5 separate regions of the Mus musculus genome follow, and regions 2, 3, 4 and 5 are each linked to region 1. Evidence: chromatin contacts called from public Hi-C, Micro-C, capture Hi-C and promoter capture Hi-C data. All regions are on one chromosome and are shown on one strand. Each heading gives the region's core, a stretch centred on a gene start, on an enhancer-like site or on the middle of the called end of the contact. The rest is flanking DNA. Distances are from core to core; before and after follow the strand shown.

The links. Promoter capture Hi-C pulls out the DNA fragments that hold promoters and counts their contacts. A called contact is a pair of places that touch in the nucleus more often than the background predicts. Capture Hi-C pulls out chosen DNA fragments and counts their contacts.
Region 2: a contact with region 1 is called in a promoter capture Hi-C map of embryonic stem cells, with 4 times the contacts expected there. The contact joins the promoter of Ttc29 here to the enhancer-like site in region 1. A contact is called at or near these places in 10 of 39 promoter capture datasets (the 3T3-L1 cell line, the C10 cell line, cranial neural crest and 5 more), 1 of 484 Hi-C or Micro-C datasets (trophoblast stem cells), 3 of 115 datasets of contacts at active chromatin or transcription factors (bone marrow-derived dendritic cells, embryonic basal ganglia and large pre-B cells) and 1 of 9 other capture datasets (liver).
Region 3: a capture Hi-C map of embryonic stem cells shows a contact between it and region 1, with 4 times the contacts expected there. The contact joins two enhancer-like sites. A contact is called at or near these places in 3 of 115 datasets of contacts at active chromatin or transcription factors (all in embryonic stem cells) and 1 of 9 other capture datasets (embryonic stem cells).
Region 4: a contact with region 1 is called in a Micro-C map of embryonic stem cells, with 4 times the contacts expected there. The contact joins the promoter of Zfp827 here to the enhancer-like site in region 1. A contact is called at or near these places in 1 of 484 Hi-C or Micro-C datasets (embryonic stem cells) and 4 of 115 datasets of contacts at active chromatin or transcription factors (craniofacial prominence, embryonic stem cells, forebrain and 1 more).
Region 5: a contact with region 1 is called in a Hi-C map of embryonic stem cells, with 1.7 times the contacts expected there. The contact joins the promoter of Pou4f2 here to the enhancer-like site in region 1. A contact is called at or near these places in 3 of 39 promoter capture datasets (embryonic stem cells, liver and pre-B cells), 2 of 484 Hi-C or Micro-C datasets (embryonic stem cells and nephron progenitors), 5 of 115 datasets of contacts at active chromatin or transcription factors (embryonic midbrain, embryonic stem cells and neural tube) and 2 of 9 other capture datasets (embryonic stem cells and liver).

Annotation. Positions count from the first base shown.
Region 1 is chr8:78,716,913-78,722,575 of GRCm38.p6, forward strand. All of the region lies in intron 10 of Slc10a7 (solute carrier family 10 (sodium/bile acid cotransporter family), member 7), which reads left to right. Among named protein-coding and RNA genes, the nearest start is that of Gm39203, 45 kb to the left of the region's middle. Within about 2 kb of position 3,414, at least 43 of the 459 cell types and tissues checked have an H3K27ac peak or open chromatin away from gene starts, as enhancers often do. A contact at or near this core is called in embryonic stem cells, nephron progenitors and trophoblast stem cells, where this site is marked.
Region 2 is chr8:78,210,111-78,215,773 of GRCm38.p6, forward strand. It overlaps Ttc29 (tetratricopeptide repeat domain 29), which reads left to right and starts at 3,232. Exons shown (of 14, transcript NM_183096.3): 1 at 3,232-3,438; 2 at 3,898-3,961. Gm39202 (a long non-coding RNA gene) reads right to left here and starts at 3,183. Exons shown (of 3, transcript XR_878950.3): 1 at 2,740-3,183.
Region 3 is chr8:78,282,486-78,288,148 of GRCm38.p6, forward strand. All of the region lies in intron 9 of Ttc29 (tetratricopeptide repeat domain 29), which reads left to right. Among named protein-coding and RNA genes, the nearest start is that of Ttc29, 72 kb to the left of the region's middle. Within about 2 kb of position 3,091, at least 8 of the 459 cell types and tissues checked have an H3K27ac peak or open chromatin away from gene starts, as enhancers often do. A contact at or near this core is called in embryonic stem cells, where this site is marked.
Region 4 is chr8:79,026,327-79,031,989 of GRCm38.p6, forward strand. Zfp827 (zinc finger protein 827) reads left to right here and starts at 2,111. Exons shown (of 15, transcript NM_178267.3): 1 at 2,111-2,403. The coding sequence starts at 2,361.
Region 5 is chr8:78,433,119-78,438,781 of GRCm38.p6, forward strand. It overlaps Pou4f2 (POU domain, class 4, transcription factor 2), which reads right to left and starts at 3,529. Exons shown (of 2, transcript NM_138944.3): 1 at 2,993-3,529; 2 at 1-2,560. The coding sequence starts at 3,286. The coding sequence ends at 1,619.

The DNA of each region.
Region 1 (5,663 bases), core at 2,164-4,663:
AGCAGATAGTGGGGTCCAGAGCAAAGGTGTTCGTCTTCCTACCTCAAAGGTCCAGACTAGAAGTAAATTTACCCATTTCAAACCAACCCTCCCCCCAAAAAAATCTTACAGGTGTGGCTTCCATTTCTGGGTTGTAGTTCATGTCAGATGTAGTCAAATTGTCAACCAAGAATAGCCATCACACTGGGCAATGTGATGAGTATGCAGAAGAGAGCAGGAACCAGGAGCCTGAAGAGCCACAAGTGTTTATTCTGTTAGGGAGGGATGTAGAAGAGTGGGTCTCGGTGAGAGGGAAGGGTTTGGGGAACAGAGTGGGGCTTCTGCTTCAGGCACTAAAGGCCTGTGGTGGAATCTGGACTTGTGGTCAGAGCCTTACCCCGAAGATACCGTCTCAGTCTGCTTGTGGTCAGAGCCTTACCCCGAAGATACCGTCTCAGTCTGCTTGTGGTCAGAGCCTTACCCCCGAAGATACCGTCTCAGTCTGCTTGTGGTCAGAGCCTTACCCCCGAAGATACCGTCTCAGTCTGCTGAGCAGACGAAGTCACTCACAGTGGACAGCTGGAAGGCAGAGCTCTGAGAACTAGCAGTACCCAGAGAGGAGACAGATATAGCTGTGCTATAAGAGAACAAATGTAAAGTGCACTTGACCAAACACACATGGGTGCAAGCATGCAAGACTGCACTCCCATACAGCTGAGTTAAACACTGTCAGAAAGAAGATGTGAACATGGTTCTAGCTATCATTTGGTACCCACTATGTGCAAGGCACCATATTGGGTTAACTTGCCTCATTATCTCAGCTAATATTCATAACAACCTTGCACAGTACTCATGCCCTCATTGTCCAAATTAGAAAGCTGTGAGGGGAATAGCTCACCCTGGTGTTCACTGTGCTTACCTCACAAAGCTGGCACATCATCTTGCTCACGATGCCTCTTGCTTCGTATCTATTGAAGGCCTGACTCGTGAGGAGCAGACAAGCCAAGAACTCCCTCTGTCTGGATAGAGCAGGCCCTCTGTCTCATCCTCGCCCTTAGCAGTTCCAATGCAGCAGAGGCCAAGCCCCACATCACACTCGCTGACTTTCACCCTTCATCGTGAGGCTGTGACCCTTCATTTGCTAACAAAATTGACCGCACTATTTTGGAAAATTAAAGTTACATCTATTAGGTATCCAAAGAAGGATACAGGAAGACTGCGGGGAAGCAGAGAGTCAAAAGCATTCTTTCCAGAACTGACTCAGGGTTTTCTCACATTCTTCCGGCCAGAAAACTAGATGGGATATTTATTTCTCAGTTTCCATGGCATTAAGATGGAATAAAATTGGAGAGTGTAGTAGCAAACAGCTTCCAGCAAATATAAAGCTCGGGAATCTCACTCCAGCTTTTTTCTTTATTTGTAGTTGTGTGTGAGCCTTTGCTTTAGTTAGTTTTTTATTTGTGCATGTTTGTGTGCATGTGTTCATGTGTGTCACATGTGTGAGACTGCCTGTGGAGGCCTGAAGAGGGCATTGGATCCCCTGGAGCTGGAGTCACACCTGATGTTGGTACTGGACACTGAGCTCCAGTCCTCTGTAAGAACAGTCACTCTTACAGAGTCACTGTTATCTTAGTCACTGTTGTGTTGCTGTGAAGACACCATGACTAGGGCAACTCTTATAAAAGAAAGCATGTAATTGGGGTGGCTCACAGTTTCAGAGGCTTAGTCCATTATCATCATGGTTGGGAACAAGGTGGCATGTAGGCAGACATGGTGCTGGAGCAGAAGCTGAGAGTTCTACATCCTGATCCGCAGGCAGCAGCAGAAAGAGAACTGGGCCTGGCATAGTGTTGTGTCTGGCCAGTAGATCACAACATGGGTTCTAGCCTGGAAAGGCATTTTGGAAACCTGGAAGAGAAGAGGGGCTGGGCTGCTCGAGATAAGGAAGGAACCAAGACAAAGCTCTCTGCTCAAGGTTTAATTTTTACTATTTCAGCACTCAGTTATAAAGGAAGGGGGAGGGGCCCAATTAGGCTTTTTGAAATCTCAAAGCCCACCCCTAGTGACACTTCCTCTAAAACCACACCTACTCCAACAAGACCACACCCCCTAATCCTGTGCCATGGAGAAGAAAATCCCTGCTAGAAGATGAAAGCCATGCCAACAAAACAAGTGTATACTTAGGCTGGCTAATGAGACTCTAGGTCATAGCTTACCCATGTCTACTGTTTAACTAGTATTGAATGTCTTCCTGAAGTTCCCACTGTCTATCAGCGCAGTGCAATGGTTTAGAGAGCACTAAGCTTACATGTTAGAGGTGACAGAATCAGTGAACATTCACCCCACAGCATCAGCTTCTGTTTTATGTCACATGTAACAATAGTGTTTTGCTGTTGCTGCTGCTGCTGCTGTTGGTAGCATTGAAGCATATCTTCAGACAGACTTGTCTGGGGAACTGTACAGATGGCCTAGCAGTTAACATCACTGGCTGCTCTTGCAGAGGACGCAGGTTCGATTCCCAGCACCCACATGGCTCACTATCAGCTGCAACTCTAGTCACAGGAGCTCCAACTCCCTCTTGTGGCCTCCCCAGGCACTGCATGCATATGGTGCACAGACAGGCATGCAGGTCTGCATACAAAGAAAATGGAAATAAAATCTATTCCTGAAGCTCTGTTGAGTAAAGCAAGGACCCCGTCCTGATCAGATGGCGCCTTTCCTGTGTAGTGACCATGTGAAGTGTAGTCTTACGACCTTTTGTTGTTGTTTCCATGTGAAGTACTCGCTCTGTGTACTGTCTTCACATCTTGCGAGCGTGACCATTAGCAAAGTTTTTTACCTCAGCATAGAAAAGGAAGAAAGTGACCTCCCACTTTTCCACATGTAGCCTCCACAAACATGGTGGCCCCTCCTGGAAGTTACAGCCAATGTTTGAAGAAAGGCTCTGTGACTCAGCAATCCAATTCACTCCCAAATTCCTGCTGCTAATTGTTTCTGCAGCTCTGTCAAGCGAGGGCTCCCTCATCTTCAGTCCACAGAATTCCGAGTTTCCTCATCAGCATCTGCATTCATTGACCACCTTCTCCAATCACAGCACACCTCTTTGTAACACCAGCTGCTCATTTGGGGCCTTTTTTGCATCTTTATTTACATAAAACATCTCATAAAGCAATAAGGCTGCAACCAGGCATGGTCGGCAGAAAGGCTATCTTTAACTTTCCTCATGGGCTGACAATGGTCATCAAACAGCTTTGGTTCAAAGTAAGTAAAAGCCACCAGCCTTAAGTGCTGTTGAAAGAGGCGCCGCTTCCTGTCCAGCTGTGCTGTGTAAACATTCCTTTCCTTGGGCTTTTGCCGCCATTGTTCTGTGTTTTTATTGTCACAGATCCCTGTTCTGGGGGCACCTAAGGCCCCAAGCAAATTACCAGTTAAGGTGACTCGAACACAGGCTGTGGAGCCAGCACACCATGTTGGACCAGCACCCGCACCCTACGTCTGTGCATTGCCCAGGCCAGTGTTTCCGTGCTCTGCCTCACTTTCTCCTGAACTGTGAGGATGCCCGTAGTTCACTCCATCTGGACAAGATGACAGACATGTTCTCAGAACACGGCCTCGAACAAACTCCAACTCACTGTCCTGCCTGAGCAGCAGACGGGGGCTACCTGTTGTGTCTGAAGCCTGGTCTATGCAAGGTGTCACCACCAAAGGGCCTCATGTGTGTGTTCCTCTTTCCTCTTCAAATCGTCATTACTAGAAGAACTGTTTCTTCTCCTCATTGTGCCCTTAGCATTTATTCATAACTCTCTGTTCATTTTCCTTTCTAAGCCTATTCATTTATGACAAAGGAGCGTTTTAAATTTTTACTTTTGAAGTATGAAGGAAGGGCCAATCTGTAGGAAATTCCTTGTAAGAGTCTGTGTAGAGGAACACAGTAGCTCATGCCTGCACTGGAAGGGGCATTACTGTGGAGTGACTTACAGTCATTCTAAGTGCACAGGCAGCGATGTAGGCGGGAGTGCTTGGTGGCCCTCAAGGACAGCAGAATGCCTGAGCCCATCCTCGGGTGTTGTCTGCTCAGCTGACATCTCCTTTGTCCCATTTCCTGTGAGGTGCCACCGACAGATAATTATGAATGTAACTCAAGCCTCGGGTTAGAAGGTACTGTTCCCTTCCTGAGATCTATTAGACTGATGCAAGATATCCTCCTCTTGCTAGAAACAGGGGTTTGCCAGCCTGCCCAGGGCCACTGGTGGCCACTCAGTGTCAGCAGTTTGGAGATGGTAAATCTTCCATAAGCCTGGAGTTCTGGGGTACTGAGCAAGGCTCTAAGAGCTCTGCCTGACTGGATCGAGTGTGGGATGCCTTATTATATAGGAAGGATAAAAATGTTTTCCTCTGGTCTCTGTAAAGCTCTGACAAGCTCAGATGCTGTGGTGGCTCACACCAGTGATAAGATGACAGAAGTTTTCAGTTAGAGGTGAAATGCCGGACAGAGAAAGCCAGCTGGTAAAACACAAACCCAGAGTGCATGTTAGAATGCTCAGTGCTTTGGAGCAGAAAGCACACTATTTAGATAAGGAAGCCATTAAAGTGTTCATACAGTCTGTGCCGTCCTATCCCCTTTCTGAGGACCTCTGCAAAAAGTTTGACTGGTTATCCTTGGAACTTTCCAGAATAGTTTGGGTGGGGGGACCTAGAATGATAACCAGGATGGAATTCTGAGATCCATGCAGATTATACACCACCTAGACAAAAACAAACAAACAAACAAAAAACCCTTACCCTCCATGCCTCTGCTGAACAGCTAAGTCAAGCCAGGCACACCCACCCTTGTGCATAGCTACCCGCTTACTGGGAGGACTTGTGGCTGTTGAGAGCAGAGCCATTGCCATCTGTCACTGCGTCAGAACAGTGTCTGGAACATAACAGATAAATGTGAACTGTTGCATATTATTTTGCTGCCTCCTTATAGTTAGGAATGAGGTCTGTATTCCGCCTTGCCGCTGGGGTGCTGGGAGCCACTCGGGGAGATGAAACACAGGGGTTCTTTGCTATGTACCTTCCTCTCTGCTCTTGGAGTGTTGGTGATACCTGCTCAGGGGAAGCAAAACGCCGCCTAAGATAGGTGTTCCAACCTGGTGTGGACTGGGCTGAGGCTGTAGTTCCCAAACTCCAGAGCACCTAGGCATACCCCTGCGAACCAAGGAAGAGCCTTCTGCGGGAGACTTAGGTGGCACAGATGGTAACAAAGGCTTCCTCCCACTATGGTTCTTGGTGAGAGAGACAGCCCTTGCTTGTCCAAACTGTTTGTTCGTGGAGGAAGAGGATGCATAGGCTTACCCAGGGTGAACAGAGAGTAAACACCTCCTGCAGGAAGGGATGTGGGGAAGGGAAACTCCTTGGCTGGACAGTCAGGGCCGATTTAGATACCTCATCAGCATGGAGAACTCTGGGCTTTATGCTGCGTGACCAGTTACCATGGTCCTCTTAGTGGGGTGTCAAGGTCATGTGCTCCAGGACAGGAACTGTGTTGGGAGCAGATTCCAATGCCTACTGTTCTCAATTGTGAGAATTGCCGGGCGGGGCTCCTTAATCTGCTCCACCTTACCAGTTTTCCTCTCTGGTGACACGGTTCCACTTGCCCACACAGTTTAAGTAGCCCAACCAAGATCAAACATGCAGTA
Region 2 (5,663 bases), core at 1,982-4,481, 510 kb before region 1:
AAGAGAAGGACGAGGCCTTCCAGAGCCATTTTGTCAGGCTTGGGCTGACTAGAGTCCCTTCAGTGGGGACATCTTGAGAGGTAATGCTCTAAAAGAAGTGTCCAGTGCAACCAGGGAAAACTTTGGGCCAAATGATCCCATTCAGTGAATGGGTGAGTTGTACAGAGCTAGTTTCTAGGATGGCCAGCATCAGGAGCTTGGATACCCAGAGTCCCCCATCATCCACTCTTTCTCCTTTGCCATAGCTATTGATCCCTAATTTTTAGGCTCGGCATATGGATATTGAAAATATAGCTGACATTTCCCAACCTGTCCTTGAGGCTTGAAGTGGCTGAAGCCCTTGCTGGTGGGATAAAGCAGTAATGTGTGGTTCATCTTGGCATGACGTTTTTCCCCTGTGTGTGAGTTCCAGATAAAATGCAGATGCTGTGGCTGGGTTGTGGAAGACTTCCTCGACAGACAGTTAAGTTGTAAAACTGACGCTGGGAACAGAGGACTGATGATCCACTTCTCTTATTGTTGATTTCTGTTACTGGCAGCTGAACCTACTGATAAGCACTATAGCAGTCAAGTATAATTGGCTTTATAAAAATGTCAACATTAAACAAAGAAAAACTTTCCTGTAGGCAAATACAGTTTATAGAAAACAATTATAGCCTTAAAAATATGATATGTTCAGTGATAATTGAGAAGTTCTGTTCATGAAAAAGAATGTATTAACAACAGTGGTAACAGAGCTCAATGGTAGAGTGTATACTTAGCATGTACAGAGCCCTGTAGGGCCAGCACCTCCAACTAGAAGCTGATCCTGGACCAGCAAAATGGTCAGCAGGGAAAGGCACTTATCTCAAAGCCCAGAGAACTTTGGGGCCCACAGAACAGAAGAAGAAAAACCAAACTCACTCTCAAACTCCTGCCTCTACATGCACACACACACACACACACACACACACACACACACACACACACTGAAAATAAATCTAATGAAGCAACATAAGAGAGGCTTTAGAGATACAAAACATATGATTCTTTCCATAGACAAAGCATTAGTAAGGAGCTGACAAGTAATATTTTCAAAAACTTTACAAATAATATGTAACAAAATGGTAAAAGAATGAAAATGGAAAATGTATTTGTTAGGGGTTAAAAATTCAAGTCAGGGGACTCAATACTAGTAATCAGAATGGTAGAAGAAGAAAACATTTTAAAAGGAAACTATTTGTAAAGTAACAGCTTACAGTTATGTAAATGTGAGGAAGGATATACAAGATGTTGACTGAAGGGTTCTTCCACAAAACCCCTGTACTCGGAGGATCAGGTATTTCAGGGAAGCCTCAGCTACGTAAGGTGGCACTGGAAAGAGCCACTGTGACTAGTTCCCCTGTCATTTACAGGTGATTGGTTTCTCTTTCAAACACGGGGTAAGGAGACAGTTTCCTTGTTTCTTATACTTGAGCAGGATCATGTGAGTTGTGGCCAATGAAATGTGAGAGAAAGCTGTTGCTTTTATTCTAAATGAAGCCTTTGAAGCCAATGAGCAATTTTCCTCCATCATCATCTCTCCACAGGCTAGGCATGCCCTGGCAGCAGTCCCTTCAGCCCAGGTCTGCTATGACAGTAGCAAAGAGTAGAACCCAAGGCTGACTTGTGACAGCACACAGCATAATTCAGAAATGGCTTTGATGTTTTAGGCAACTAAGGCTTGTGACTGTCATTGACAACATAGATCTTCTTAGTAGATCACCAACACAGGAGGGACAAGGAAATGGGTTTCCAGGGTCTCATCACTACTTCTGGGAATGGCAAATGTAAAAGGATACTTTCTAAGTACCAAAGGTGTACATTTTTATCAATGTTTGTAGGGAAAAGTCAGACAATGTCATCCCCAAAAGAACTCAGATTGCCTAGAATATTCTTTCTTCAGTGTTGCAAGGGGACACATGCAATAAAACACCGGAGTCAAAACAGGAGGCCTCAGGGAAACTTTCCTATCAGGATTGAGAGCGGGATGTCACACTGTATTGAGATCTATTATGGGAAGTGGTTAGGATGTGGTGGCATCCACTGGAGGATTAGAATTTGCATTTGAAGAGAGTTTTAACTTATCCTAAATACCCATCTTCAGAGCACAGATCAGAAGATACTCTGGATATCGTAGGTAAGTAACAGCTTTAAGTGGTCATCTGTATCTTCTCCCACTCCACTTTGAATTCTAGACAGGGAAGAGAGAATCAATTGGAGGAATTTCTGTCTTCCCTGTCAATCATTCATTTAATTAAAAATCCTGTGTGAATACATACCACATTCCTGTCCCCATGCTATTACAGGACAAGAGAAAGGAAAGACAAAAACGCACATTTAGCTGACACTTTCGGGGAAGATAGGCTCATAGTAAAGACATCTATAAGTGAAAAGAATAAAGTGAGATTAATTTTATGTGGGTAAAGATCGGCATGTCCTTAAGTCCTCAGTACTTTCAGAAGGGTCCAAGTCCCTTGAGAAAAAAAAAAAAAAAAAAAAAACTAGCTGAAGCCAGCAACATTCACTTGGAGGAAACTGTTTCCCCTTTATTTTTGTTTGAGTTTTCTTTCATTTGCAAAGATCTATCTCTAAGGAACCTCATGTTCAGCACAAGATCAGTCATAGACTTTCCAGAGAGTTAGGAACAGCAAGCGGGGAGAATAAATACAAACAAGCGAGAGAGAGAGTTTTCTAGACCTCTAACTCAGAGATCTTTACCTGTGAGATGACAGCAAATAGAACTCACAAACACTCGTGCAGAAAATCAGCAGAGAGCAGAGTCCGGGAGAGAATTCACACGGGTCAAATGGAGTTACTTTAAAGCTACAAAATGAATTCCTGAGAACAGATGAGGCTCTCCTGGTGTAGACAAGAGATGGTGCTGGCTATAGGTAGTCACAATAATCAATTGCATATTCACAAGAAATAATTGAATGCATGGAAATACTGAAAAAAGGAAACAACTCAGGGGCATTCAGAAGGCCCTTGGATTGTGGGAATTTCTCTGGCGGGTTCACTGGAGGAACCAGATCCTCTTGCAGGCCACGCCCACTCACTAACAGGCCCACTCTCCAAGCACCGCCCCCTCACTTGAAGAGTCTTGGAGCTGACCAATCCTAAAGCCCATTTTAGCCTAACTACGCCTCCATCTGGCCCGCCGAGCCCCTCTGTTTCCATGGAGACGCTTTCAGCGTCCCCTGTCTGCACCAAGCCAGGCCAACAATCTGGGATGAGAGTACCGCGCCCAGCACCCACCGCCTGCAGAAGCTTAGTCAGGGACACAGAATCACAGGCCCAGAGCTAGTTTTCTAAGGTTTGTGGGGCAAGGCTGGGGACAGGACCTGGTCAGCTCCCAGAAGAGTGGGCGGCTCTTCCTTTCCAAGAACCCCTTCTTCCATTACTTGGGCCCCAGCTTGGGTAAGAGGAGAGAAAAGGCCCTCTCCACTCATCCCCCCAAATCAATTCCCTCGCAGAAGGCGCTCTTCTTGCCCCTTGGACCTTGGTGGGCCAAGAAAAACCAAACCTCTCTAGGCACAGCAGACCTGTTCCGAGGTGGGTGGAAACAGAAGGATCAGCTGTCATTAAAAACATCTCGGGCTCACAAATGTCAGAGAAAGAACCATCCTGAACCATATTGGAGTTTCAGATGTTTGGGGTGGGGTGGGGGGCATTTTGTTGAATTAGTGATTAGTTTCCTAGTGTCTAACTGGGATGTTTTACTTTTTAGTTCATTTAAATATATGATATATGCTGGGTGCACAGTACTGCTACTTAATTATCCACTGGTGTGAGTGAGCCTTGTTTCTTGACATGAGGAGCACAGAGGAATTATTTTGCTAGGTATTTAAACATTTTTTTCTCTTTTCTTTGCTGTAGTATTTTGCTTACAGAATTTTCAGACAGGCCTCTAAGAGCCCAGAGCAATCGGTTATCTGCAAATGTAAGTTGGATAAAATGTGCCTTACCGTCTAAGGCTTTCCCTACCTGATGTTTTGATTGCATTACTACTAAATGTTAGGTGGTGGGAAATGTGTGGTTACTATTTATTTCACAACCCATCCAGCTGTCTACCACAACATGCTAGGAGTATCCAAAATTTCAAACTTATTTATGTGAGCTTGTTTTTCAATCATGTAAAAATAGTCTACTAAATGTATCCTGTGGTTCCCTTCATGTTTTTGGAGCTAAAGAATTCTTATATAAAAAGTTCTGAATCATAAGAATGACTTTGTATCATAGAGGGGGGAGATCATATTTATTTTGAATTTCTCAGTGATGCATAATCATTTCTCTGCTGGGTCTGTTGGCTCCATTTCCCTCATCTCAGCTTTCACCGTCACAGTGGCTGGACCTGGAAATGCAGTCATTAAGACTCGTCCCTCTCTGAACTGCCACTGCAGAGGACACAGTCATCTGCTCTCCTTTTGTGGATCCTGTTGGGGACATGTCAAGGGGGAGTGGGCACAAGGGTTACACTTTGAAGAGTTTCACTTGGGAGCCAGAAATGTAAACTCCCACCACGGGACACATACAGCCTGACCCAGAACTCTCAAACCTTTCTCCCCTGCTTCTCCATTCTCATTTGTCTTTGTACATGGGGGCCAAACTCAGAGGCTGTAACTGCAGCTGATGTGAGTGCCAACCAGCAGATCAAAGGATGTGCCAAATCTTTTCTGAATACCAACTGTAGAATGGCTCCAGGCAGCCTTTTGATCTCTGCCTCAGCCACGTGTAGCACTGCCCGTTCACTGGCATTGGAGAGGAGGGGGAAATGCCCCCTGGGTCCTCCCTAGTGCACTGCTTCAGCCTGGGTTCCAGGGCCTGAGTACATTTTGGTACCAGCTTCAGAGGTTCCCTCCCTCTCTCTCACTGAGTGATTGCCTGCCTGCAGCTTTCTTCTGTAGGGATGAGTTGGGGTGGACCCGATGGCCAAGGGTTGAGGGCGGCTTCCATTTTTACTGCTGACCTAGGCCAGGTAGTGCACAGCAGGAATGGACTAAGTTCCTTATTGCTGAGCTGAAGTTAGGACAGCGAGGGCTGGGAATCATGGGAAAATGACTCAAGTCGCATTAATAGTGAACAGGGGCTTTTGTCACTCTAAAACAGAACAAGCCTGAAATGAGAGCTTCCTCCACACACTGGCATTCCCTTCCTCTTCTTCTGTCCTCCTCTGCTGCTGTTACTTGTGGGAATGTAGCTACTTCCTGCCTTAATAAAAAGAAACATAAGATCAAACTTATAAGGCATCAAAGAGAGGAAAATAATTTGGTACAGGAACACCCTGAATATTGAGTGTATTTCAAATGCCACATGAAGCCTGTAATTCAAACTACACACTTTTATTGTATAAATAGACGAAGTGGCAACCACCCACTGATTACAGAAAATAAAATACCTTTGCTTAGCAATCATAGGCAAGGTAGGATGTGGGTTGAGACCAAGGAGAGAGAGCCTGCCAGACATCCACCCCAAGGCTTAGCTTCCATTCTCCAGCGCAGATGGGTCGAGTGAGGTTTCTCCAGCATGCAGTTAATAACTTTTCCCCCCACGTTATAATTCAGCTCTGACCACCCCTCATTCAGAGTTTGTGCCTTGAGGCTTGCCAGCAGGGCTTGCAATACTTACATTAAACTAAATTTAAG
Region 3 (5,663 bases), core at 1,841-4,340, 430 kb before region 1:
TACCTATTCGTGGAGATCAAAACTGAACAACAGTATTCTAGAAGCATGAAAAAGCAAGTTCCATTGGCTCTTGAAGCTGAGATATAGTCAATTACTATGAAAGGCTTTAAGATATATGGATGTTACACACATAGAGTGATATGATCCTTTACTCCCATTCACCAAGAACAAGGGAAAATAGTTTTAAATGAAAAAAGGATATGCAGTGAGAGGGTGGTGATTTTATAATGTGATTTGGAACGTTTCCCTTTGAGAGGAGGCATCTGTTAAACTACAGTATGAGTTGCATTGATGTGGAGAGGGCATGTGCAGCAGAAGCAGTGAGCGACTCATAGTCCCCATCTTTGACACACAGTACTCCATGACAAAACTTGTGCTTATACAGTGTGTGATTGGGGCCACTCTACTTGTCTACACAAGTAAAGACAGCAAGAGCTGTGCTTTCATTATAAATGAAATCAGTTTCCTTCCCTTATGCCGTCTGTATTGGTTATAAAATGTAGCTCCCTAAACATTTACATCTCATGTACTCGCCTTGCGTGGTACATAGTACAGGTTTAACGCTTAGCTCTGAGACCTCGTTGGCTTCTTTAGATGTTTATGCTAAGTAAGATTCAAATATTTGAATCACATGTCATTTTCTAGCTTCTTTGAAACTGGACATCATAGAATACTTAGATTTTCCTAGATAGCTTTTCTGTTTAAATTTCTTGGTCAGTGATATGTGTCCAGCAAAGCTCTGTTCTGCTGCTTGAAGAGCATTCAAACTCCCAAGATGCACACTTTCCTGCAAGAGAAAGATGCCCACTTTCTAATGCACATGACCAACTGAGAAACATGACCATAATTCAGAGTAGTGTAGACAAGAAGCTGGTGAAGGAAGGGAAGAGGGGGTGGGCTCCAACATCAAAAATATGGGAATATGGTAGAGCAGTGGGATGTATGGTATGCATACAGAAACCATACAAAGATGATGATTGAATGGTACACATGAACACATACACATACATGCACATACATGAACATGTGTGTGCACACACATGTGAACATACTTTTTGGAAGCAATGAATTGTCTAAGACAAAATGTATTAAGAGAAGATGATAAAAAAATTGTAAAGCAGTGTGGTGTATGCTAGCCTCTGGAAACTGAAGTAGGAGGATTGTTTGAGTAAGAGGCCAGCCTGAGTTACATAGCAAGACTGTCTCAAAAGAAGGAGGAGGTGGTAGAGAAGGATGAGGAGGAGGAGGAAGGAGAGGAGGAGGAGGAGGGGGAGGAGGAGGAGGAAGAAGAAGAAGATGAAGAAGAAGAAGAAGAAGAAGAAGAAGAAGAAGAAGAAGAAGAAGAAGAAGAAGAGCTCATAGATTCTCACCAGCCACCTTTTCTCTTTCTCTCCCTTTCTGTTCCCATCCCCCTTCTACATATCTATAGCAAGGTAACTTCAAACAACACAGTAGCATTTACAACAGGGAATCTCCCTTCCATCCTCATAGTTGGCTCCACAATTCTTTTTCTCAAAGACAAATTTAGTTACAAATGTATGCCTTTTCTTTTTTAAAACCCCGTATATGCACCACATATAAGTGCATGTGAATATGTGTTCTTTTGTTATATATGAAACACTCACAGTTTACACACTCAGCTCTGGACCCTGAGTGAACTTCTTCACACCAATTCAGGCATGCTTCACTTTTAGTCTTCATCTTTACAGGTTCATTGAGATAATGTGCAAAACATACTATGTGCTATTTTGAAATGCATGTAGACTAGAAAGGGATTGTCACAACCAAACTATCATTAGACTATCTATTCCATAACTCACCTTATTTTTCTGAGGATACTCAAGATCTACTTTCTTAGAAAATATCAAGTGTAATTATAGATGTTTCATTTTAAAAGGGTATGTATGATTGGACCATGGAGGATTTAGCCTCCTATAGAAGGACATTAAGGTTATTTTAAATAAAGTTTATTGTAAAATATATTTGTTATTGCTTGACTATGAAATGACCCCTTTAAAGCCTCCTATGTTTTGGTACCCAGGACAGTGTTCAGAGATGCAATAGGATAGTGGATGTACTCTCATCACTAATTGACTACCCCTAGCTAAGGTTTGGTGACCCAATGCTACATTTGGGAAGTAGTGGAAACTATATAGGCAAGAACTTTGAAGAAATAGACTGAACCAGTCATGGTGCCTTATTGTGCTGCACAGTTTTATATCAACTTGACACGAACAAATGTCATTTCAGAAGAAGAAACTTCAATTGAGAAAATGCCTCCATGAAATCAAGCTATAGACAAGTCTGTGGGATATTTCCTTAATTAATGATCAGTGTAGGAAGGCCCAGCCCATCATGGGTGGTGCTATCCCTTGGCTGGTGGTCCTGGGTTCTATAAAGAAAGTAGGCTGAGTGAGCCAGAGGGAGCAAGCCAGTAAGCAGCACTCCTCCACGGTCTCTGCATCAGCTCCTGCCTCCTGCTTGAGTTCCTGTCCTGACTCCCTTCAGTGAGGGATTGTGACATGGAAGTGTGAGCCAAATAAAACTTTTTTCCCTAACTTGCTTAGTCATGGTCTTTCATCGCAGCAATAGTAACCCTAACAAAGAGACTCACCTTTGTAATGCTAATACTTGAAATTCAAAGGCTGGAAGGTTACCAGGTGTTCCAGGCCAGCCTGGGCTACAGAGTAAGACCTTGCTTCAAAACAACACAGGAAAAACAAAGAAGAAACCTTAACAAAAGTAAATATATATAAAATTAATAGTAGGGACCAATGAGATAGCCCAGCTGACAAAGGCACTTGCTGCTAAGCCTGAAGACCCAAGTCAGATACCAGAACACATTAACTACTTAATAACAAGATTGTCCTTTGAATTTCACGTGTGTTGTGGCACATATATCCACACATACAGACACACATTAAATAAATATGTAACAAAAAAAAAAGTAAAACCAAGAAGTAGGTGTCTCTGGACTTGGGAGTGTGTTCTTGGCCTCCATTTTCTGCTCTGCCTTGTTCTGGGCTCCATCTTTGTCTCTCTCTGCCTCCTGCTCATCATGAGGTGAGGGGAGTCTCTTTGCTCACCACTGCCCTCTACTGTGATGCTCCACCTCTCTGTGCACAATCTTAGGAACAGTCGAGGTAAGCGCCCTGGATCAAGATCTCAGAAACCATCATCCACAATCTTTCTTCCCCCTTTGTCAAGCATTTTGTCACAGCCCTGAATAAAGATAATTAATGCAGCGTGCAATAAACAGCCTTATAAGCTGTGACTAATTTAACAGTAGAATTACTGCTTTCAGTGGGGAATTCTGGTGCATCCTATGTTCTCAGTGATGTAAGATAGTCCAGTAAATAATGGATCACAAAAATTATATTTGACATCCAAGTGGAGAACTCTTGAAACTATTTTTAGGAAAGTGGGTTTTTTTTTTCTAGAAGTAAATATGAATCTCATGTTCACAGCCTATTATCTGGGTGACCTTGGGCAAGTCCCTGGAGCTCTCTCTATCTCAATTACTTCATGTACCCTGTGGGAGTAATAAGTAGGCTCACTCTATTGAGTATAATAGGTTAAATGGTGCCAGCTCCCAGCCATCCCCTAATCCCTGGAACCAGTGAATTCAAACATAATTAGCTTAAGGTTCTTGAGATAAGATGATTGTCCTGGATTGACTGGGCTGGGGCTCTAATTCCAAAGTCCTTTGTCTTATAAGAAAAGGATGGAAGAGGATGTGAAACAGAGGAACAGAGGACAGCACAGAGAGAAAAGGGCCATGTGAAGGGCAGGAGTTGGAAAGGGCAGCATCAGGACCCCATTGATGGCGTTGGGAGGAGATGCTGACCTGCCTCTTCCACCCTCTGATGGCATTTCTTGACTCAGGTGTGCATTGTTAGCACATCAGCCCTCATCCTCACAGACATAATCACAAGCCAGTCTGATCTGGACACTTCCTCATTAAGAATCTCTTCCCAGTTGAGTCTACGTTAAATGATGGCCTTGTTGTAATGTGCATCACTGAACTTTGCTGCTCTCCTCACTCTTACTTGTCTCCTCCCTCTGAAGTTGTCCCCTGATTCTTTCATGCCATTCACAGACAGACTCGTAGATGGTTGATAATAGATGATTATGGTAGGCAGGCAGGCAGGCAGGTAGGTAGGTAGGTACGTAGGTAGGTAGGTAGGTAGGTGATAGATGATTGACAGCTACATAGAGAACGAGCAGCGTTTGTCTCTGGCCTCTCTTTGGTCCTTCGTAAATTGTACTCTGACAATCTCATCAATAACCTCTCAGTATTATCTTTATGCTTTAAAGCAATGACTGTGTCTCATCCTCTGTTACTGGGGGACAGGAGTAAGGGTGCCCCCATTATCAGCTGTGTTGTCTTGGAACCCCCGAGAGACATCCTAGTGTGAACACAGTTGGTATTATTAAAACTATAGGTATTTATTCATACACTTGTGCTTTATCTTCTAAGCTGAAATATCTTCAGATTTTTAGTATTTTTTCCTCTGGACTCAGCCTCTCACACATTTCTCCCTTACACTAACCTGTTTAATGATTCTGTGTGTCTCTTTCAAGGAAATATTCCTACTCAATAATTCTGCTGACCAGAAGGAGGCATCTCATGTCTTTGCTAATGTGTCTTTATTTCGAGACTTTTATTTATAAATTATTAGTATATCTAACTAAACAATGGATTGACAAGAATGCGAATAACAGTTTAGAGAATGACTCCTTGCTGGCTGCTGTGGTTTAGGGGTGTCCCTGAAACGCATTCGTTAGTGATTTAAGCCCCCAAACCATCCGCTATTTAGTGTTTGCTAGCGAGAAAGCATCAGGAGGAGGTGAGACTCACATGAAGTCATGGACTCCATGATGGTAAGAATGGTAGTTTAAGGGAGATGCCCTAGGTAGCATGTTTGTTCTGCCTTGCTGTCTGAGGCCCTCCACCATGTTTTAATTAAGAAAGGAGTCCTGACCAGAGGCAGCACCAGAGCCTTTAGACAAACAAATCTTCATTCTCTTTAAAAACAGTCAGTCAAAAACCTTCCATGGTGTTCAAATATAACAACAGAGGACAAACTAAATCCTGGGTACTTCTCATTCCTTCCAGAATGGCAGAATAGAGCTGAGCTGCCATTATCAAGGCTGAAGTATATACTAATGCCAGAAGGGTATTTGGTAAAGAGAGGCTGAGATCGCTTTACTAACACCAAGCAAAAGGCCACGGAGACCCTGACTATCAAGAGAATATGACCTTGGTGCCTGGCGCTAAGAAAAGGAATTGAGATTCCCTTTGGCCCACATCTTTTGACGTCTCAGGGATTTTAAGAAATGCAATTCTGAGTTTTAGATGGTATTTCTTTGAAAGATAAATGGGTTTTACTAAAAGTCACAATTAAGACTTTCTGCAAAATTGAACCAATCATATTGCAACCCTGGGAAAAAGAAGTGACCCCCTCAGCCTTTTGTCTGGTGAGCTCCTTCCCTCCTAAAACCTCAGTCACCTTAACAGTGCCTGGAAACCAACTTCATTCAATTATTCATTCTGTGAACAATCTGGTTTCCAGTATTCAGTAATAATACAACCTATTACAAATTCACACTGGGCCTTATAGAAAGCTTATAAAGGAGATAGCTCAGCGGTTGAGAATGTA
Region 4 (5,663 bases), core at 861-3,360, 310 kb after region 1:
GATCATTACACAGGGACAATTTAACTGCCTCTTTTTGTTTGCTAGTTTTTCTTATTTTGAGAAGGAGTCTCACTCGTAGCCCTGGCTAGTTTGGAGCTTGCTTTGTAGACCAGGCTGGCCTCCAATGGGGACCTGCCTGCCTCTGCCTCACCAGTGCTGGGATCAAAGGCACTGGTCACCATGCCTGATTTTAACTATCATTTAAAAACAATTTTTTTTTTGTATTTTGGAATTGGTTTAAGGTTGATGTTCCAGTTTGGATATTGCACTGTTTCAGAAGGCATTTAAACCTGCTTCAAATAGCATTGCAACCTTGGAGTGCCAAGTATGTTGGTAGGTATCAGCAAGAAGGGGTTCATCTTGAGAATTCACTATTAATGAAAGCCATCTTTTGGGAGACACAGTCTCCTTTACAGTTTCCTAGTGAAAACAGTATAAAGCTATTGTCATTTAAAGGAAATGTAACCAAACCTAACCCCAGTGGCTCTCTTTAACACCACTGGAGACTTCTAAGTCTCATTAGTCACTCATGTCACCTGATGGAATGCCATTTTAAACTTTTGTGTCTTCACTATGCTCCACCTTCTGATGAAAACATCTATTAAAAAATTGGTAGGAAAATATTTAACATAATAAGATGATGAGTCGATTTTTTAAACCTCAAAAGGGAAGATGTTTAAATAATGCACCTTTTTATTTTTTAGCTCTGACTCATGACATATAATGTATTCCACCAAGTTCAAAGTTTCCCCTTACAAAGAGTTTTATGAAACAGCTCTTCTTCAGACCAAATTTTTTTTTTTTTTTACTTCAATTATAGTAGCAGATTTTGGAGTTTTAAATCATTAACAACCTCCCAGTGAACTTGTATCCACATGGCTTACAGTCAGAGAGAGAGAGAGAGACCCGTTCCCTTCACTGAGTACCTTTTGTGAGGCGACGCATCCTTTTCTGTTTTCCCTCTTTATGTGTCTCTTTGAAGCAAGATGTGTGATTTCTAAAGTAATGAAAGTATATGGCTTAATGAAGACTGCTGTATGAGCTCAAACTACACACTAGAATTGCTTCAGGGTAAGGCTCAGTTACCTGTGTTCTGGGGAGGTGGGGGGGGAGGCAGGGAGTGAATCACAGAAGTCAAGATCACTGTGTGCACTGTAGGAATAGACCCGTGGCAGTTGAGTCAACCCTGGGGGGCGGGGGGTGACCTAATCTTATTTTCCCTCTTTATCAAGAACCTGTAATTTTAGTTTTGGCTGAATTTTCAAGTGTTAACTCCACCGGACCCTCTAAAATTGGGTATCCATGCCACCCATCCACTGATCCCACCCTATGCTATCTTTTCATTTTTTTTTTTTTTAAAAAAGATTTATTTCCATTAGGCTGTTTTAAGGGAGTATGTGAGAGTCTGTAACGTCCAGACTCAAGGTGATGGGGTGAGAGAGTCAGTCTTTCAGTTACAAAAGCCTGGGGAATTTTATACAGAACCAAACGTAGTTTAATACACAAAAGAAAGTGGTTAGTGCAACCTATTTCCTTAAAAAAAAATCTGTAAAATAATGTTTCAAGAGCGGGGGGGGGCACTTTTCCACCACCCCCCTTGATTGGGCGACTAGCGGGATAAATTCGAAGAAGTCCATCCCACCCCCGCACGCGCGCCCCCCATGCTTTCCAGACAGAGCAGTTGTAAATGCTAGGCTGAGTCCGCCCTGAGAGCCTTAGGGCACCTTCCTCTTTGCTGAGTGTGTGTATGTGTGTGTGTGTGTGTGTGTGTGTGTGTGTGTATGCGCGCGCGCGTGTGTCTAGCTCTCGCTCTTTCCCTCAGTCTGTGCCTCTGTGTGTGTGTGTGAGTGTGTGTGTGTGACAGAGAGAGAGCGCGAGAGGAGAGCGAGAGAGCGAGCTGCGAGCTGTGCTGCCGCCGCCGCTGCCCTTTGATCCCGACATTAGTGTTAGGGGCTCGGAGACACAGCGCGCGGCCATAGACACCGCCGCACCGGCGCTCATTTATTTATACCTCCCATCACACGCGAGCACAGGACACACACACACTCACACCTATTAGATCCGTTTCCATTGAAGAATATTACGCTCGGGGACAAGCCAGGTGCACGACCAAAAAATTAAAAAAAAAAAAAAAAAAGGAAAAAAAAAGAAAGAAAGAAAGAAAGAAAGGAAAGAAGAAAACCCCTCTTCTGGCTCCAGGAAACAAGCTTCAACCCATTGCACACACCGGAGAGAAGGGGTTTCCCCCTGCCCGCCCCCCAACTACCTCCCCGCTCCTGCCAGTGTCTGCCTGTCTGCCCCCACGGGGGTTTATTTGATCTCACATTAACCAAGGAGGAGAATGTGAGAAAAGGGGGAAAATGCCCAGGAGGAAGCAGGAGCAGCCCAAGCGCCTTCCCTCACGTAAGTCATCCCTTCTCCACCTCCTCTCGTGCCATTTTCTCGCCCTCCCTCTCCTCTTTCCCCTCCGCAGCCTCCGCCGTTGTTTTCTGCATTAGTTTAGGGTTACAGAGGTGAAACTGACAAAGACACAGCCCGGGTTACTCCTCGTTTAGGTCTATGCCGAGGCAGCCATGTTGGTGATGATCAGCCCCGTGCCCTTTCTATTCTCTCTCTCTTTTTCTTTCTTTCTCTCGACCCCCTCTTTTTTTTCCTTGGGATCGGGCTTTTCCCCCCTTTCCCTCCCCCTCCTCACTCCGGTTTGCGGGGGAGGGGGCGAGAGGAGGGAGGAGGGGAGTAGTGTGGATGCCGGGTTTTTGTCGCGGGTGGGGGGAGGTGGGAGAGGTTGCAATCTTGGAAAAAAAAAAGAAATTCCGTGTGGATCCCGGTGCACAAGGGTGCGGGGTTGGGGCGCGCGCAGGGCCGAGGCCGTGACATGGCGATTGGGGGTGTCGGGGCGAGGGCGCGCGGCCGCCCGCCGGGCTGGGGACCGGAGAGGTCGGTCTCCGGCTAAAGGTTGCGCCGGGGTGGGTCGGCCCCGGAGCCGCGGGCAGCTGGAGCTGGAGGCGGAGGTGGAGGCGGTGGCGGAGGGGAAGGCAGGGGCGGTCGAGGAGGGTGTGGGGGCGCCGGGGGGCGCGGGTGGCCGATCGGGGGGCGAGGCCGGGCAGCCGAGCGGATGTGGGGTGCGGGAGCCGCGCCGAGGCTGAGGCGAGGCAGCCAGGGCGGCGCGCGGCGCGCGAGGTCCCTGCAGAGCCGAGGGGAGGGCGGAGCAGGGCTCCCGGCCGCAATAAAATGCGGGGTCAGGCGGAGCAGACAGAGCCGGGGCGACGCGGGCTCGCAGACCCCCCTGCCCCGCCAGCCCGAGCAGAGTCCGTGACTAAAGTGCATCCCAGCCCTCCTGGCCCTAGCCACACACGCCAACTGGAGACTCGCGCCGGGCTGCGCGGCCGGGTCCCCGTCCCCTCCTCCACCCGCGCCTCGGGTCCCTCCGCGCCGCCCTCCCGCTTTTCTTTGCGAGACTCTTAACTTTTCCCCCACTCCCTCTCGGGCTCCCCCCTCGTCCCCCCACAAGCTCTCCGCTCGGAGTGTTCCGAGATGCTGCTGAAGCTAAAAGTGAAGGAGAAAGAAGCAACTAAAAATATCCCCCCCGGGGCCGCCGGGCTCCTTGAATGCAGGGGAGAGGGGGCAGGGGAGAAGGCGTGGGGCGGGGTGGCGGGAGGAGGGGACGCGGGAGGCGCCGGAGGGAGGGGTCGGGGGAGACGGAGGGTCAGTTTCTCCTCTTCCCCCCTCCCGCCCCCCCCCTGCTCAGCTCCCCTCTCCGGGGCGGCTTGGCGCTGCTCGGAGCCCGATCCTGCAAAACCCGGGCTGGGGGCGGGAGCGGAGCCGGAGCGCCTGCCCGCGCGGGTGTCAGGCCGACGTGGTCGGTCACCTGAAGTTCACGGAGGGTGGGGGAAGGGTTAAGGTTATGGTGTCTCGGGTTATGTGTGAGCGTGTGTGTTTCCGCCGCAGACGGGCGAGCGCGATCGATCTCTCCTTCGCGAAATCTCCGCGGCGGTGCCCACGCGAGGGGTCCGCAGGGCTGCTGTGGCCCGGGCGGGCGCGGTGGCACCCGGAGTGGCGAGCAAGGGCACGCGCGGGCAGTCTGCTCCGCAAACATTCCTCTTTTCTTCCCCCTTCCCGGTATGCAAGGAGTCGACGCACAGGGCTAGGGTTATGCTTTTTTTCCCCTTCCTTTAGGGAGGAAAAAAAAAAATGCCCCCGTGCAGTCCTTTCTTCGCCTGCCCGCTAGAGGTTCTGAGGATAATATCACATATGTAATATATATGCACATAAAATCACTCGCAGGCGGCTGCGAGTGTAGGAAAATTTTGTGCGAGGAGGAGAAGGAGGCGCAGTCGGGGCGGGCGAGGCGGGAGGCTCCGCGCTGCGATTCACAGAAAACTCGCAGCAGTTGGTGGAAGTGTGCGTGCACATGGCCGGGCCGGGCTTCCCTCTTGCTCGGACGCGCGTGGGCAGCGAGGCGGGGGGGGGGGGGGGGGCTGCTGTCCCGGGCGGGCGCCACCGCGGGAGGCTTGCCCTGCTCGCACAAAATGGGCTTCAGTGTTCTCTGCGAACTTGCCCTTAGATGGCAACTTTGGGAGCTGATGAGCTTGTATGCGAAAACCAGGGCGGTGAGGTTACTTGGTCATTTCCCTTTCTTCTCTTCTCCCCCTGCTTAAAAAAAAATGTTGGCGGGGTTAGAGGGAGGGTGGGAGAAGAGAAGGGATTTATCAGTTTCGGCTGAGACGGCTGGAACGCCGCCCCTCCCGTGGTGTGCAGTGCAGTCGGGCAGCTGCAGCCTGCCCTGCCGGTGACCTTGACCCTGACCTCCTGCGACTACCCTCTGTCTGAGAGGAAATTCAGGCTCCATTTTAGCTCCGGTGTCTGGTGGGCCTCTCCCGCGGATTGCTGCCTGTTGATGAAGTTTTTCTTTTCTTTTTTTTTCTTTTTCTTTTTGAGAGTGAGCTCTCTCCTGGTTCTCAGATTGAATACTGCTATCTACTCCAAAAAAAAAAAAAAAAATCACCTCCCCTTGCAGTCATATTAAGCCACTTTACCCTAAGTAAGAAGCAATTTACTTTTGGAAGCACAGTAAACGGTCCAGCCTCCCCCCCCCTTCTTTTTAAGGGAAGCCTTAATTTGTAAAGCGTTTCCACCTCTTTTTGTATTGAATGAATTTTTATGTGTGCATGTGTGCTGCCTTTTCTAAGCGGGGTTTACACATGTTTTATAAGCAATTTACATTTTGACTAAGAGCAATTTCTGGGCAAATAGTGTATTTTCCAAGTCAGTCATAGTAACCCAGGGCCAGCTAAGAGCCCAGTGATGATCCTAGAAACTTGAGAATGATATACAGACATGAGGCATATCGATTTGGGTAAAAATGAATGTTCATTTCCATTTAATACAGAGTATAGTTGTAGACCTACGGCCTAGTTTTCAATACTGAACTATTTTGTGTTTGGGAAAAGGGCTCCCTCCCTGGGAGAACTATGCTGTATCAAGGTTAAAACACAGTTGAGGCTTGGGATTAAAGGTGCCTGTTAGAAGCCATCTTGGAGTTTAAAGAAGTTATACAGAGACAAACCTAAAAATTGCCCCCCAACCCTCGGTCTGTTTTGTAGGTGAGGCAAAGAGGTGGTTTAGTGAATAAACTGGGGAAATTTAAATTGCTTTTAAGGCAA
Region 5 (5,663 bases), core at 2,279-4,778, 280 kb before region 1:
CTCAAAATAACTTAATACATTACTATAGTAAATAACCCATTAACAAAAACAAGAAACGAGGTCATATACAGAACTCAGAACTTTGGAGAGCCTCAAATGGATCAGCAATTACAGCAAATTCTGTAAGAATATATTCATATGTGCATCATTTTGAATGAAATATTTACAATAGATAAGGTACCAGTCACTTTGTACCTATTTGTGTGTGTGCTCCAAAAGGATTCTACCAAACACTGTGAATTTACAAGCAGTGCACTGTCTTTCTTATAGTTCCAAATTTTTCCCCCTACAAACAAACCTCCTAAAAGGAAAAAATGAAGGACCCCTATAAAGGTCAAAATGTAGCAACAAAGCAATCGAAAACTGGGAGATGGAAATACCTTGGTGAAATCTTAGAATCCAGCAGAGTAAGCACCAAGTGGAGACTGCACCTAAGGCTGGGAAAGTATACACTGCTCATCGTTGGTACCTCCAGCTGCTTCTTCTCTTCTGTTAGAGATGTGTATGTGTGTTTGTGTGTAGGCATGTAAGGTGAGTGAGAGAGCACGTGTGCCGCGGGGACAATATGGGAATCCCCATTAAATATGTAAGGAAGTAAACAAGACTTCGGACAGTGAATCTGGTCTACACGGTTAAGACATCAATTATAAAGTGTCAGCTCACAAATTAGATCACTACCAGTCAAAAACAAAGGGAAGAAACAATCTTCATTCAAAGTGAGAATATACAACTAGGCCAAAGCGAACACAGTCTAAGTGGGAAGCTGTAAAAATCCAGGACCAAAAAGAAAAAAAGAAAAATGTTTTGAGCATCACTAGCTATACGTATCCGCCGGTTTTATTTTTCAGACTAAAGAAGTTTAATTAATTAGGATGTGCACAAAATTAAGTTGCCAGAGAGATAAATTAATAATTTACAGAGGGTTGTACGGCAATAATCTAATAATAGCTGTCAAGATCAGTGAACACAGCAGGCGCAACTCCTTCCATAAGTGTTAACACTTCAGAGAAGGAAGAAAGCGATAAGAACCACAGTAAAAATATATATATAATATACAGTGTAAATGCAGAAAATCTGCCATCTTTTTTTAATTCAAAATACTTTAGAGATGTCTCTATCATATCACATTAAGCATCAACTCTAGCTTCGAGTTTCAGTCCTGAATCAATTTCTATTTCTGAAAAATAGCTGCAAAGTGTACTTTTAAACATGAACAAGGTGACGTCTGTAAGAACAAAAACAAATCTTACTTGCTCATTCTTGCAGGGTTTTCAAAAGCTTGTCCCTCTACCTTCCTGTTGACAGTCAGCTCCTCGCTTTCTCTGATGAAGCCGAGCAGCCCAGGTGCAGTTAAAGGGGACAGCTCTGCTACAACTTGACAAATTCCTTTTCGTGTTGTGTTGTTTGTGGTTTTGGTTTTTCTTCACTGCGAAACCGGTTCACAATCTCTCTGATTTGGGCTCAGCTGCTTGCTTCTTTGCTCCTGGCTTGGTCTGGGTTCACATTTACCGGAATTGTTTTCTGATAGCCAAAGTAGAAAGGAAAGAGGCAGAAGAGACAAGAAGGGGGTTAGAAAAAAAGAGGGCGAAGGGAAAGGGCCATCCCTGGAGAAGGGTCCCTAAATGCCGGCAGAGTATTTCATTCTCTTCTGTTTCTGCCTCTGGTTGCAGAACCAGACGCGCACCACATTTTTCTTGAGATCCAGCTTTTCGGCGATGGCCGCGATCTTCTCCGAGGAGGGCCTTGGCTGGATGGCGAAGTAGGCTTCCAGAGAGCGCTTCTCCGGCGCCGCGATGGACGTGCGCTTGCGCTTCTTCTCCGCGCCATTGAAGAGCTCCGGCTTAGTGAGCTTCTCGCGGTGGGATTTCTCAGCTTCCTCCAGCCACGCCTGCAGGATGGGCTTGAGCGCGATCATGTTGTTGTGTGACAGCGTGAGAGACTCAAACCTGCAGATGGTGCTCTGGCTGAGCGAGCCCACGCCCGGGATCTTGAGGTTGGCCAGCGCCGAGCCCACATCTGCCTGGGTCACTCCCAGCTTGATGCGTCGCTGCTTGAAACGCTCGGCGAACGCCTCCAGGTCCCGCGGGTCTGCATCCACGTCGCTCATGCAGCCCATGTGCGAGGGCAGCCCATGTGCGTGGGCCATGCTCAGGGCTGCTTGGTGCATGGGGTTCATGGTGGCCATGTGTGGTGCGTGAGCCGGAGTGGACACCACCGTGCCGTCGGGGCCCGCCATAGCTCCCAGGGCCAGCCCGGGGCTTAGGTGCTCAAGCAGCTCGCCCTCCAGCGCCTGGTGCGGCTGGTGATGGTGGTGATGGTGGTGGTGGTGGTGGTGATGGGTGCCAGCCAGAGCGGACGGGTGCGAGATGGGCACAGAAGAAGAGGAGGCTGCCGACGTGCACGGGATGGTGTTCATGGTGTGGTAAGTGGCGTCCGGCTTGAAGGGGCTGTGGTGGGGCGGATGGTGGTGGTGGCTCTTACTCTGGGAGACGATGTCCACGGCGGCCAGAGCCTCGGCACGGGCCAGCAGACTCTCATCCAGCCCGCCGAATATATTGCTCTGCAATTGTAAGTAGAAGGCACACATTACGCTCAGCAGGGAATTGTGAGCGCTCTCTCCGGAAGCCCCCGGCCCAGGGCTCGCCACCGCCACCGTGCCTACAGCATTCCCAGAACGTTAAAATAATAATAATGACAGTGATCCTGAAACTCGGCAGCGAGAAGAGAGGGGAAGCCTGCGCGAGAAGCCAATGTGCAGGGGGAGGAAAAGTGAGCCACAGACAACACAACACAACACAACACAACACGCGCACAGGCAGCATCCCAGGTCATAAAAATTAATATGAAAGGCAAGACCCGTTGAATACTTAAGAGAGGGGGGATTGGTTGGAGGTGTGGGGTGATTTGCTGTGCAGACATGAAAAAAACATCAAGCAGATAAAGGAGGCTGTCAAAATGTGCCTTTAAGCGGTGATTATGCAGACATACGCACCGGTGGGGTTGGAAGACAAGCTCTCCGCATCGCCTCCGAGCCCCCGCCGCCGCCGCTGCCGCCGCTGCCACTGCTGCTGGAACTGCTGCTCCGGCCGCCGCCGCCTCCGCCTCCGCCGCCACCGCCGCCGCCGCCAGCGTTGCTGGAGCTGCTAGGGGAACTGGCCGAGGGCGCCGCGGGCGCAGAGGAGCCCGGGGAGGCACTGTGTAGCGCCGAGTACTTGGGCTCCACGTGCAGGCTGCCTGCGTGAGGCATGCTGAACGCCTGCTTGCTGTTCAGGGACATCATCATCATCTTTCCTTGCGCGGCGCGCTCGTCGCTGGCGCACTCCGGTCCCAGCTACCCGACCCTCCGGAGAAGTACCCGGCCGGAGCAGCAGAGGGAACAACACTGCAAAGTTGTGCTCAGCCGCCACTGCTTCCAGGCCCGGTTCTCCCAGTGTGGCCGCTAGCTCCGCTCCTGTGTCTCCCGCTAGGTCTGCCCGAGAGGTTGCCCTGCTCCGGGTGGCTCTGGCTTCAGACCTCAGCACCCCAAAGTGCCCCAGCTCATCGAGGCGGTGGAGTTATAGTCCCCTCTTCCCGCGCCTGACCCCCGCCCGCCCTCCCCCTCCTTCCCTCCCCCGCCCTCTCCTGCCAGGACGCACTGCTCTGGGTGGGTTTCTCCCCGCCCTGGCTCCCCGCAGGCTCCGGTCCTTTCAGTTCTCCCTGCACCCGCCCCTCTCTCTCTGCCACGGGACCCGCAGCCTTCCCTGCCCCGGCAGGCGCTCTGCTGTTACCACTCCTACGCCGCGCCTGCAACTCCTGATTCTAATCGCGCCCCAGCTCAACCCCACCCAACTAGCCAGGTCGGTGCTTCGGGCCACCCCCACCCGGCAGTGCCAGTCACCTAAATGACAGTCTCCAGATCTTCCCGCCTCCCTCGGGAAAAAAAAAAAAAAAACTCCCCCTAAAAGTTGCGTTCCAAGCCAATCTTGGAAGCGACTAGCCCTGAACTGTGAGGTGCACCTTACCTGGCCACCTGCTCTCCTGCCCTCTGCTTACCACTAAGTTTCAGGGGCCCTCCCCTCCCGTCAGCTCCAGTGACCCTGATTCCCCTGGATGAGGATCTAGACGCTGCGGCGACCCGGGTCCTCTGCTCTGCTCTGAGCTCCCGCCTTGATGCGTGCTGAGGTCAGCCCCGGGCTTTGCATCCCACCGCCCGGCGGGTGCCTAGTGCAGAAAGACGTGGGTCTGCCCGGCTGCAGGGCTTCCTCTCCCTCGATTTCCCTCAGCTCTCAGCGGATTGGACAGCCACACAGCCCGTTAGTGTCCTCTATGCGCATGCGACTCCCCCCTTTATGAGCATATCACCCTCTAACACATGTACAGATTCCTCTCCTCCCACCCCCTTCTCTTTTTCCACCTCCTCCCTATGTCCAGTACAGGGTGAGCTGGGACTTGGGAGGATCTCCTGGCAAACCCTGACTCTGGGATGTATTATTCTTCATTAGCTACAATCAAAGGGAAAGGAGCAACTGACAGGACGAGAAGGGCCAGAAATACAGAGCGCATGTGCTGCCGAATGCCACTAACACCGTGTACACGTACACACACACACACTCACTCACTCACTCAAACGCGCGTGCACACACACTCACACAAACACACACACTCAGACTGGCGTAAGTCCCACTTATCTTCATTTCTACAGTCACTGTGTGCAGAGACTATTTTTTGCTTACACTTTGCTCCCACTTTTGTGCTAGTGCAAACCACTTTCCTGGAAGTGAACACACATTCTGAGTTCCAGTTCAAAAGCAGACAGTGTGGCCCACTCCCCAGCCCCAACCCCCCCAAACACAACCTATTTCCTCTCCTTCCCATCCTTCCCCTCCGTCCTGCGGCACTTGGGGCTACCCTCGCCTTCCAGAGCGCGGAAAGACACTAGGTGCATATACCGATGAGGACCTGCGGGTGGCTGGTCCGGGACAGGGGTGATCCGGAACAGGTGCAGGCCCTGGGAGCTTGGGAGGGCCAGCAGGTGTGAGAGCAAGCAGAAGGCCTAAGAGGCACTGGCGCGAGCTAGGACAAAAACAAAGTGGAGGGCAAGCGTGGAAAGGGGAGCCCTCTGGGAGTCAGCACCCGGAAGCCCTGCGGCGGTAGCGGCGAACAGGAAACCGTGGATCCTCCCCTGACCTCATCCAGGCCGGGGCTGGCAGGTTCAAGTTAGGAAAGCTGTCGTCGGAATACTCCCCCCCCCCCCCCACCCCAAAGCCTCTGCTTTGACAACGCGATGGGATCTGTCCGTGGTGCTTAAATCTCTGCTGCTTTGCCAGTCTGGAGCCCGCCTTTCTCTTCCCCTGCGTAAAGGAAAATAATAAACAGTAGCCAAAGGGGATTCCTACGAGCCATGTTCTCCACTGAGAGCCCTAAGAAGCCTGGGCAAGGACTCGGAGAGGGGGGTGTTGACATGAAAGAACGTGGCTGTGTGCAAGACTGTTCAAGTAAGTGCTTAGGTGTTTAATTTCTACCTCAACAGCCAAGGTAATTTTCAAGGAAATAAAAAAAAAATAACATTGTGCAGTTCTCACTGTCTCAAGCTTCACGAAATGAAATAAATCAAAGTTAAAAGCTTGAGTATCATTTAATTATAGTGTGAACAGCGCTTTGAAAGAAGTACAACAGCATCTCTA